Linked DNA regions of Mus musculus: region 2 is linked to region 1. Evidence: chromatin contacts called from public Micro-C data. All regions are on one chromosome and are shown on one strand. Each heading gives the region's core, a stretch centred on a gene start, on an enhancer-like site or on the middle of the called end of the contact. The rest is flanking DNA. Distances are from core to core; before and after follow the strand shown.

Region 1 (4,007 bases), core at 1,210-3,709:
GCCATTGCCTGTCCGCCTTAGGGGGTCTAGATGGCCAGAGTGCTAGTAGGCGCGCTGGCCGTTTGGAGGACCTGCTCTCCCAGCCTTAGTTTCTTTCCTTCATCTGAGTAACCGCTCCTGTCAGTCCCCCCGACGGGGCGGGGTGTGAGGAATCCTCCTGGAGGTTGGGGGGTGTGGCCTGGTTGCAGAGGAAGGTGAGGTGAGGGGCTGTTGGTGGCGCAAGCCACTCAACCCGCCCCCACCCCCCAGCCTTGCCGCCCTTCCCTCTCAGCGCCGGGGGCGGAGGGGGGGGCTCGGGCATCCTCGGCCACGGTCGGAGGCACTCGGCTCTGTCGCCATGGCAACGGCGGCTTAGGGGCGGGGGCGACGTGGCGGGCTGGGCCGGCCGGCGGGCGGCGCGGGGTGGGCTGGGCCGCGCTGCGCGGGCCGGGCCGTCGGCGCTCGGTCGGCGGGCGGGCGGCGGCGCGGGCCGCGAGCTGCTGGGGCCGAGCCCGGCCCGCCGTGGGCCGCGAGGGTGCGGGTCCCGGCCCGCCGCCGCCGCGCTAACCCCGCCTCCCCTTCCCCCTCTTGTCGCCCCGCGCGCAGGGCTTCCTCAGCCGCCGCCTCAAGGGCTCCATCAAGCGCACCAAGAGCCAGCCCAAACTGGACCGCAACCACAGCTTCCGCCACATCCTGCCGGGGTTCCGGAGCGCAGCCGCCGCCGCCGCGGACAATGAGAGGTGAGCCCGTCGCCGCCCCGGCTGCGCCCCGAGGGCGCGGGGACAAAGCCGGAGCCGGGCAGGGCACTCTCCCGCGGGAGTGACGCCTCGCCAGCCTCCGGGAACTCCGGGAACGGGGCCCCCGTCGTGCTGGGGGACCGGGACTGTACCCTTCGTTGCTTTCACCGGCGCACCTAGGAGGGTGCTGGAGGTCCGGGGTGAGGCCGGGCAGCAAGTGCCCTCTCGGGCATGTGGGGTCCTGCCTCGCCTGGCCGAGGTGGGCATTGTTTTCTGAGCAGTGCTGTGCCTAGAGGTAGGGACGGAAGTGGTGCCTCCACCCTCAGGACCCATCCCCGGCCTACCGAGTCCCTCGCTGTCCGATACAAAAGGCATTTTCGGCTGGTTTTTGCCCAGACCCGGCAGCGCTCGTGGCGCGGAAAAGGGTGAACATCTGGAGGGGAGGAGCAGGGGGCTGGGCCGCTTAGGGGGCACATCTGCGCTAAGTAGGGCACGTGCTCCGCTGGGGGCTGGGGCGAGCCGAGCAGGCAGTGGCCAGGCGCTCGGTTAATGGGTATAACCTAAGACCCGGGAAAATGGGCCTTCCCCCTACAGTCTGGGCAGCTGCTCCCCTTCTTTACCTCCCGCTCCCAGGGGTGTCTTCTGTTCCCTGCTTCCTTCTGGGCAAGCTGAGAGCAGGTGTGGAAATTCCAGGGGGAGGTGGCTTGTGGGGCGAAGGGGAGGGGAGGAGGTTGTTGAGCCTGCTTTGGAGTCACTGGCAACGTGCAGGCTTCAGCTCGCAAGGGCAAGCCATCCTGTCCGTGCGGGGGCACTGGGCGGGCACAGCCTCTGGGGGCCCTGGTTCGCATCCTTGAGTCGTGTCAGCCACAGGCACCTTTCCACTTAGGCACAAGCAGTGATGGATTCCTGTGCCAGTTAGAACGTGTCGTGGAGGTGAAGGAACCAGTAGGCTCCAAGGAGCCTTTTCAGCATTCAGCCCCAACATCTTAGGCTCCTGGCATCTGCCTTCCCGGGTCTGTGTCCGTTTTACCATTGGCGAGTTGGCACTTCTTGTGTGGGAGGCACAGGTTGAATGATAATGTCTTTCCTTTCCTCCTTGGTTCCAGCAAGCAAGGAGTCCAAGTTATCCTAACTCCTGCCCAAGGTGGTGTGACGTTTAACTGACACCTAACATCTACCCCAGGGCACCCCTCCCACATCCCAATTAGAACCACTAGACCTTCCATCAGCCTAGAGCTGTTCTTCAGTGCATCCCCACCACTGTCTGCACCTGGCTTCCCGCCCCGGCTGCCAAGCCCAGCCTAAGGCAGGACCCCCCACCCCCAACCTTTCACTGATGGCTATGGTGCCCCAGGGGACCAGGCGTTCCCTGGCAGGAAGATGCATCCAGGCCAGAGCTCGGTGCTGGGTGCAGCCACTGCGTCTTTGAAAATCTCCATCTCCATTCCCATCTTTGTTATTATTGTCTGTCTGGGCGGCAGGCCACCCGGTTTGCTGCCTTCCTCTCCGGCCCCCACCTCCGGCTGTCTCCCCCAAAGAACATGCCCTTCTCTGCGCTTTCCCTGGCAGGGGTCCGGACCCTCTGTTCTCGCATGCGGGGGCTTGTGTACGTACCCCATTTTGTGTGCATGTGGCGGTTGTCCGGGAGCAGGAGAGAAAGCAGGCAGCCCAGGTCTCTGAGTGTGTCTGCCCTCTTGAGAGCAAGCGGCATGCATGTCGTGTTTACCTTCCACCGCTGGGAAGCCCGCACCAAAAAGCCAGCAGTTGCTTGGCTAGCAACCCTAGTCAGAGTCGGGGCTTCGCTAGGGTGACCTCAGAAACATCCCGTGGCCCCTGGTCTCAGGTTAGCTGTGTTACATGGAGGGGGAGGGGGAGTCGGGTTTCAGAGAAACTACAAATCCATTTCTGGAAATGTGAACGGCTGCAAGAAGAGCTGAATGTCATTGGCAGTGGTGTGGAATTGTCTTTTTAAATTTTTCTGTAAACAATCTGTCCTAGTGGCCTCTCTGGCACCAGAAGGGAGCTCAGATTTCCCTCGAACAGTCAGGCAGACTGGGTGTGAATCCCTCTACCCAGTCTAGAAGCTGAAATGGGCTTTGCCAGGACTGGGGTCTTGTTTTGTTGCTTTGTTCAGGAATTGATCTGCTGGTTGCTGTTGGGTGAGTGGGCAGATGTTTCTCTGGGGCAGTCCTGGAGTCATCATTCTTGGGAGTTGAGTGACATCAACTGTGGTGGATCCACCCCCACCCTCTAATTTCATGATCAAACCTGGGTGAGTGGACAGTGCCTCTTCATTCTTGTGGGTGTTGTGCTGCCCAAGTGCAGTAGAAGGAACAGAGCAAGGAGAGGTTGAGCCTCCTCTCCAGGCTCTCCCTCTGACTGCCATGCCTCCCCTGGGATAAATACAGAGACACCAAGCAGAGAGTGGATGGAGGGCAAGGATGGAGAGGGGTCAGAGGCTTCCAGGTTGCATGTATGAGCCCTGATCCCAGTGACCCTCCCATGGGATGAACAATTTAGGACTATCTGGTTATTCCTGTGAGTGTAACTGGGTGAATCTGTCTGGTTTGTATGACTGCTAAGGAGGTGTTGTTGCATGTTAGTCTGTGCACTCTGTGACTGCTATGTTGGACAGGTCGTTTTTTGTTCTGGAATCCTCCACCCAGATGTGTAGATCAAACCCTCCCTGGTTTACAGGTTGGAAACCAGGTGGTTCTATGCCGGAATCTCTGGGAATCCTGGGAAGGAAGTCTGCCCTAGGTGTGGGCTGCTACTGTTTGGTGGTGAGGCTTGGGTCATGCCATCAGGGACTTGAGGGCTCAGGGCTACAGGACAGGTTTGAGCCTTTCTACTTGTTCTACTGAAAATGGCTCCAGGGGAGGGTCCTAACCGGTCTCCATGACCCCTGGGCCTCTCAGACACCCGTTTCTCCTTTGGAGGCTTAGGCAGTGAGCACCAGCGACAGGACAGGTAATCATTTCTCCTGGTAGCAGAAATGAGTGCTGGCCAGAGCGCTTTCCAGGTGAGCAGGGTGCTGGCAGAGCGCTTCCTCTTGCTTGCTGGAGGTGTTGCTGCTTCATTTACAGGTTGGTTTTAATGTTGGTAAGAGCAATAAAAGATACCATGGCTCTGCCTTCCCAGAATCAAGTCGCTTGCTCATTTATTTATGCTTCTGAGCTAGGAGGTCAGCTGACATCCTTATCCCCCTTTTCTCCTGACACCATTTCTAGGTGACTCTGGCCCCCTACTCAATTCAGTAAGTGTGCCCCCACCCCACCCCCATTTTCTGTC
Region 2 (3,580 bases), core at 296-2,795, 240 kb after region 1:
GCAAGGGAGCAATGGTATATATCAGCCTGGAGCTCCAGCAGAGGTCAAGATTAGCAATATAAATTTAGGGCTCAACAGCACTTAACTGATCCCTAAAGCCACAGGGCAGGATGAGATCATTTAGGAAGAGATGGTAGATGTACAAAGACAAGTTTCCAAGAATTGATATCCAGGGACCTCCAATATATTTCCATTAATGACAGGTCCAGAGGAAGAGGCCAGGGAAGAACAACCAGTAAGGTAGCAGGGAAACAGGAGAATGTGAGACCCTTCGGTGTTTGCTGGGAAAACCCTCAATCATGCCTTGAACTCACTTGGGCATCCCCTCTGGGAGCCTTCAGTTGGACAGTTAACTCTCTCCCCTCATCTCATGTGAGCACTTGGACAGCATGATGTATACAGAGCAGGGATTATCTCTGTGAGTCTTTCACACTAACCGGAGCACCCCTTAGAGGCCCTGGCCTCGCCTTGTCCTTAGCTACATGGCCCACACCTATCTCAGGTCTCATCTCAGTGGGTACCCAGGGAATGTGATATATTGCAAAGGAAGAAAATAACATAGTCAGAGTGGACAAGGAATGCTTTACAGAGAAAGAAAGTCTTGAGCTGTACTTTGGAAGGTACTGAATATTGAAACTAGTGAATAGGAGTGAGCAGGCCAGGCTGGCAGAGACAGAGGACCAATGGTCCAACCAGGGAGGCACTGGTGACAACCTCTGGAGAGGAAGCAGATCTGGTGTGGAAGAACCAAGGTTGAGGCACAGGGGAGCTAGGCAGCTGGATTGGGATGCGACAAACACCAGGCTAAGGTCTTGGTTTCCAAACTTGATTCCAAACTTTTATCACCAATGTCCTAGTTAACATCAAAATGAGGATAGTTGCCGATTTACAGTAACTTCAAGGTTACTGTAGGTGGGTAGGTGTGATAACTGTTGTCAGAGTAATAAACACCCATATTCTCACTTATTAAGTGACTGCTGTGTATTGGGGGCTGTTTTACACAGCTCCCTCTTGCTGGAGTGTGCAACAACTCTGGGGTATGGCTACAAACAAGCTTGCTACTTATAGCTAAAAAAATCCAGACTAGAAAAGGTTGACTTGTCGAGCTCGCCAGCTACAGTTGCTGTAAGCAGGAGCTGGAAGAAGCTCAACCCAGTCCATCTGAGAGGGAAACCCCAGCCCTTGACAGCCCCTCCATCCCCCACCCCAATACACTGATTCTCAGCTTCTGCCTGGTGATGTGTATAGGCTGTGGGGTAAGAGAGAGGGTAGAGGACACAGGAAGAGGAGAATTATACTAGGCCTTAGGAAAGCTCTATCTCTAGACATCCAACAGGAGGGTCATGGCTAAAGACAAAATTAGACACGGAGAACAAGAAAACTATACAGTTCAAGCCACAAAGTGTGTTCCCTCTGTGTGTGTTTCTGCCACATGACTGTCTACACCCAGGCTGACCTTGATATTTAAGCCAGGGTCACACTGCTGCCCTCAAGACAGCAGATGTGAGGCTCTGTGGCTGGGGCTGCCTGGGCAATGACAAGGCAGAGGCTGAAATGACAGGGCAGCTGTGTTCCTCAGCAGCAGATTACAGGAAATCTGACCACAGCAGAGCCGTGCCAGCTGTTGCTTGGCCACCATGTTTTCCAAGTCATTACTGTGGTCATGGCTGGAACAGGGTCACAGTCACATGCCCCAGATGAGTGTAATTTGGTTGGCCAGGGTTTACGCTCTGTAACGCTGCCATCTGGCCAGGTCTTGCTACAAGCAAGAAAGACCTGCCCAGCTAAGAAATAACTTCCTGCACTTGTGCCGAGTCTCAACAGTATGCAAAGTGTTTCCTGTGTCATCCATGTCTCACAGGAGTTGGGTGCTGACCCTGTAAGGCAGGGGAGGAAGCTAAGTTCCTGAAGAGTTAAGTGACTTAGGACAGGTCACGTGGCAAATGGACATCAGAACCATACCATGGAAACCTCAAGGTCTGCCCGTGTGTCTAGAGCCCAGCTAACAGCATCCTGAAAGGTGATTCAGACAGAGCAAGCAGGAGTGGACTTGGCTCTGAGTAGGTTCCAAATCCTCTCCCTTACTGCGTATCCAAGGCACTCAGAGCAACAGATACCACTTGACACCTTCTTAAAGCCTCTTCACCTACATCACTTCCCAGTGTGCACACGTGCACGTGTGCACACACACATGCACGCGCACACACACACATGCACGCACGCGCGCGCGCGCGCGCACACACACACACACACACACACACACACACACAGGTGTGAGTGTGCAGAGGGAACCTAAGACACACTAGGTGGTGAGAAAGTCTCCAGTACTTACTATACCAGAAAGGGCTTCATTCCTAGCCTGTCTCATCACCCTGGAAGCGTTTAGCGTGTGGTCAAATAGTGGCAAATGGCCATGAGGTTCTGAGCCCATTTGCTAGCTGTGACCCTAACCAAAGCAGTGGCTCCTGATCTGGACTTTCAGCCCCTACAGCTGGCCCTACCCCAACCTTGGTGGCTGTTGTTGCCTGTCTACTGCAGGACACACACATAATGACCACCCGGTCCTCCTTGCTGGGCCTCTGTGGTTTGGTCATGCTTGCCTGGCCCCATGGGATGCTCTTAGAATAGCCAAACAGGCATGGCCACACTTGTCCTCAGGGATGAACCCAGGGTGTGACCCTCACTTTGTGGTGGCCTGGGTTGGGACTTCTTTGTTCTAGCACTGTCCTGAAGTCCTCCTCAGTAGCCCTTTCTAACCATCTCCTCACGGCTATTGCAAATACCTGCTTAAGAGCTGCAGGCTCAGAGAGCAGGATTGGCATAGGACCATGGATGGGACTCGATGGGACAATTACTACTTCTCACACTGTCTCAATCCCTGGCCAGAGGCTTTCACCTGATGATCCTGCTGATGGGGGCAAAATCCCTGAGTCTCTGGATCTGGAGCAACCCAGTGTGTTTGTGGGCTGGTCAGTAGGTGTCTATCTATGAGAGAGACATTGCTCTGACCCCTCTCTTCACTCTCATCCCTTACTGCCTTCAACCCTTCTAGCTGAGTCAGGAAACACCCAGATCTCCTTTGACAGAAAAAGTGATAAACTGTGTGTACTTATGTGGTGTGCACCAGTGCAAGCCAACCCATGCCACTAGCCCCAGCAATGGGCCAGACCTTTGGGCCATTGCCTGTGAAGGAGCAGGCGCTTCAGAAGGTGGGAGTCACACTGGGGCTGATATGAAGCTCGGAAGCGAGTCAGATAAGGCAGTGTCCTGTCTGGGGGGACATATATGCATGACCACATGTAGTTCTGAAAGTCGAGGAAATGGTCAACATACCATTCAGAATAGTGGTTATGTAGAGGATGGGTTGGGGAAGAGAATATGGAAGAACACACATCGGAGCTGGGCAGTGAGCTGGGTGTGATCATTACAAATATGTTCTGTGTTGTTCTATTCCTCACACATCACACACACACACACACACACACACACACACACACACACCCCACCCTCCACCCCACTCTCGTCATGCTATGCAACAATATGAAAGATTATGAGGAGAGGATCCCAGAAGTCCATCGTA

Evidence for each region. A called contact is a pair of places that touch in the nucleus more often than the background predicts.
Region 2: a contact with region 1 is called in a Micro-C map of muscle stem cells, with 2.7 times the contacts expected there. The contact joins two enhancer-like sites. A contact is called at or near these places in 9 of 39 promoter capture datasets (the 3T3-L1 cell line, the C10 cell line, HPC-7-derived erythroid cells and 4 more), 5 of 15 datasets of contacts at CTCF or cohesin (CD8 T cells, the NIH/3T3 cell line, large pre-B cells and 1 more), 169 of 484 Hi-C or Micro-C datasets (the 3T3-L1 cell line, 3T3-L1-derived adipocytes, the 63-12 cell line and 106 more), 44 of 115 datasets of contacts at active chromatin or transcription factors (the 230-238 cell line, CD4 T cells, CD4 single positive thymocytes and 35 more) and 5 of 9 other capture datasets (adipose tissue, embryonic stem cells, embryonic tail and 2 more).

The regions. Positions count from the first base shown.
Region 1 is chr2:35,660,907-35,664,913 of GRCm38.p6, forward strand. It overlaps Dab2ip (disabled 2 interacting protein), which reads left to right. Exons shown (of 16, transcript NM_001114124.2): 3 at 586-719. Among named protein-coding and RNA genes, the nearest start is that of Dab2ip, 41 kb to the left of the region's middle. Within about 2 kb of position 2,460, at least 116 of the 459 cell types and tissues checked have an H3K27ac peak or open chromatin away from gene starts, as enhancers often do. A contact at or near this core is called in the 230-238 cell line, B-cell progenitors, the CH12 cell line and 4 more, where this site is marked.
Region 2 is chr2:35,897,361-35,900,940 of GRCm38.p6, forward strand. All of the region lies in intron 4 of Ttll11 (tubulin tyrosine ligase-like family, member 11), which reads right to left. The region is part of intron 2 of Gm35396 (predicted gene, 35396); the gene reads left to right. Among named protein-coding and RNA genes, the nearest start is that of Gm35396, 16 kb to the left of the region's middle. Within about 2 kb of position 1,546, at least 93 of the 459 cell types and tissues checked have an H3K27ac peak or open chromatin away from gene starts, as enhancers often do. A contact at or near this core is called in the 230-238 cell line, B-cell progenitors, the CH12 cell line and 4 more, where this site is marked.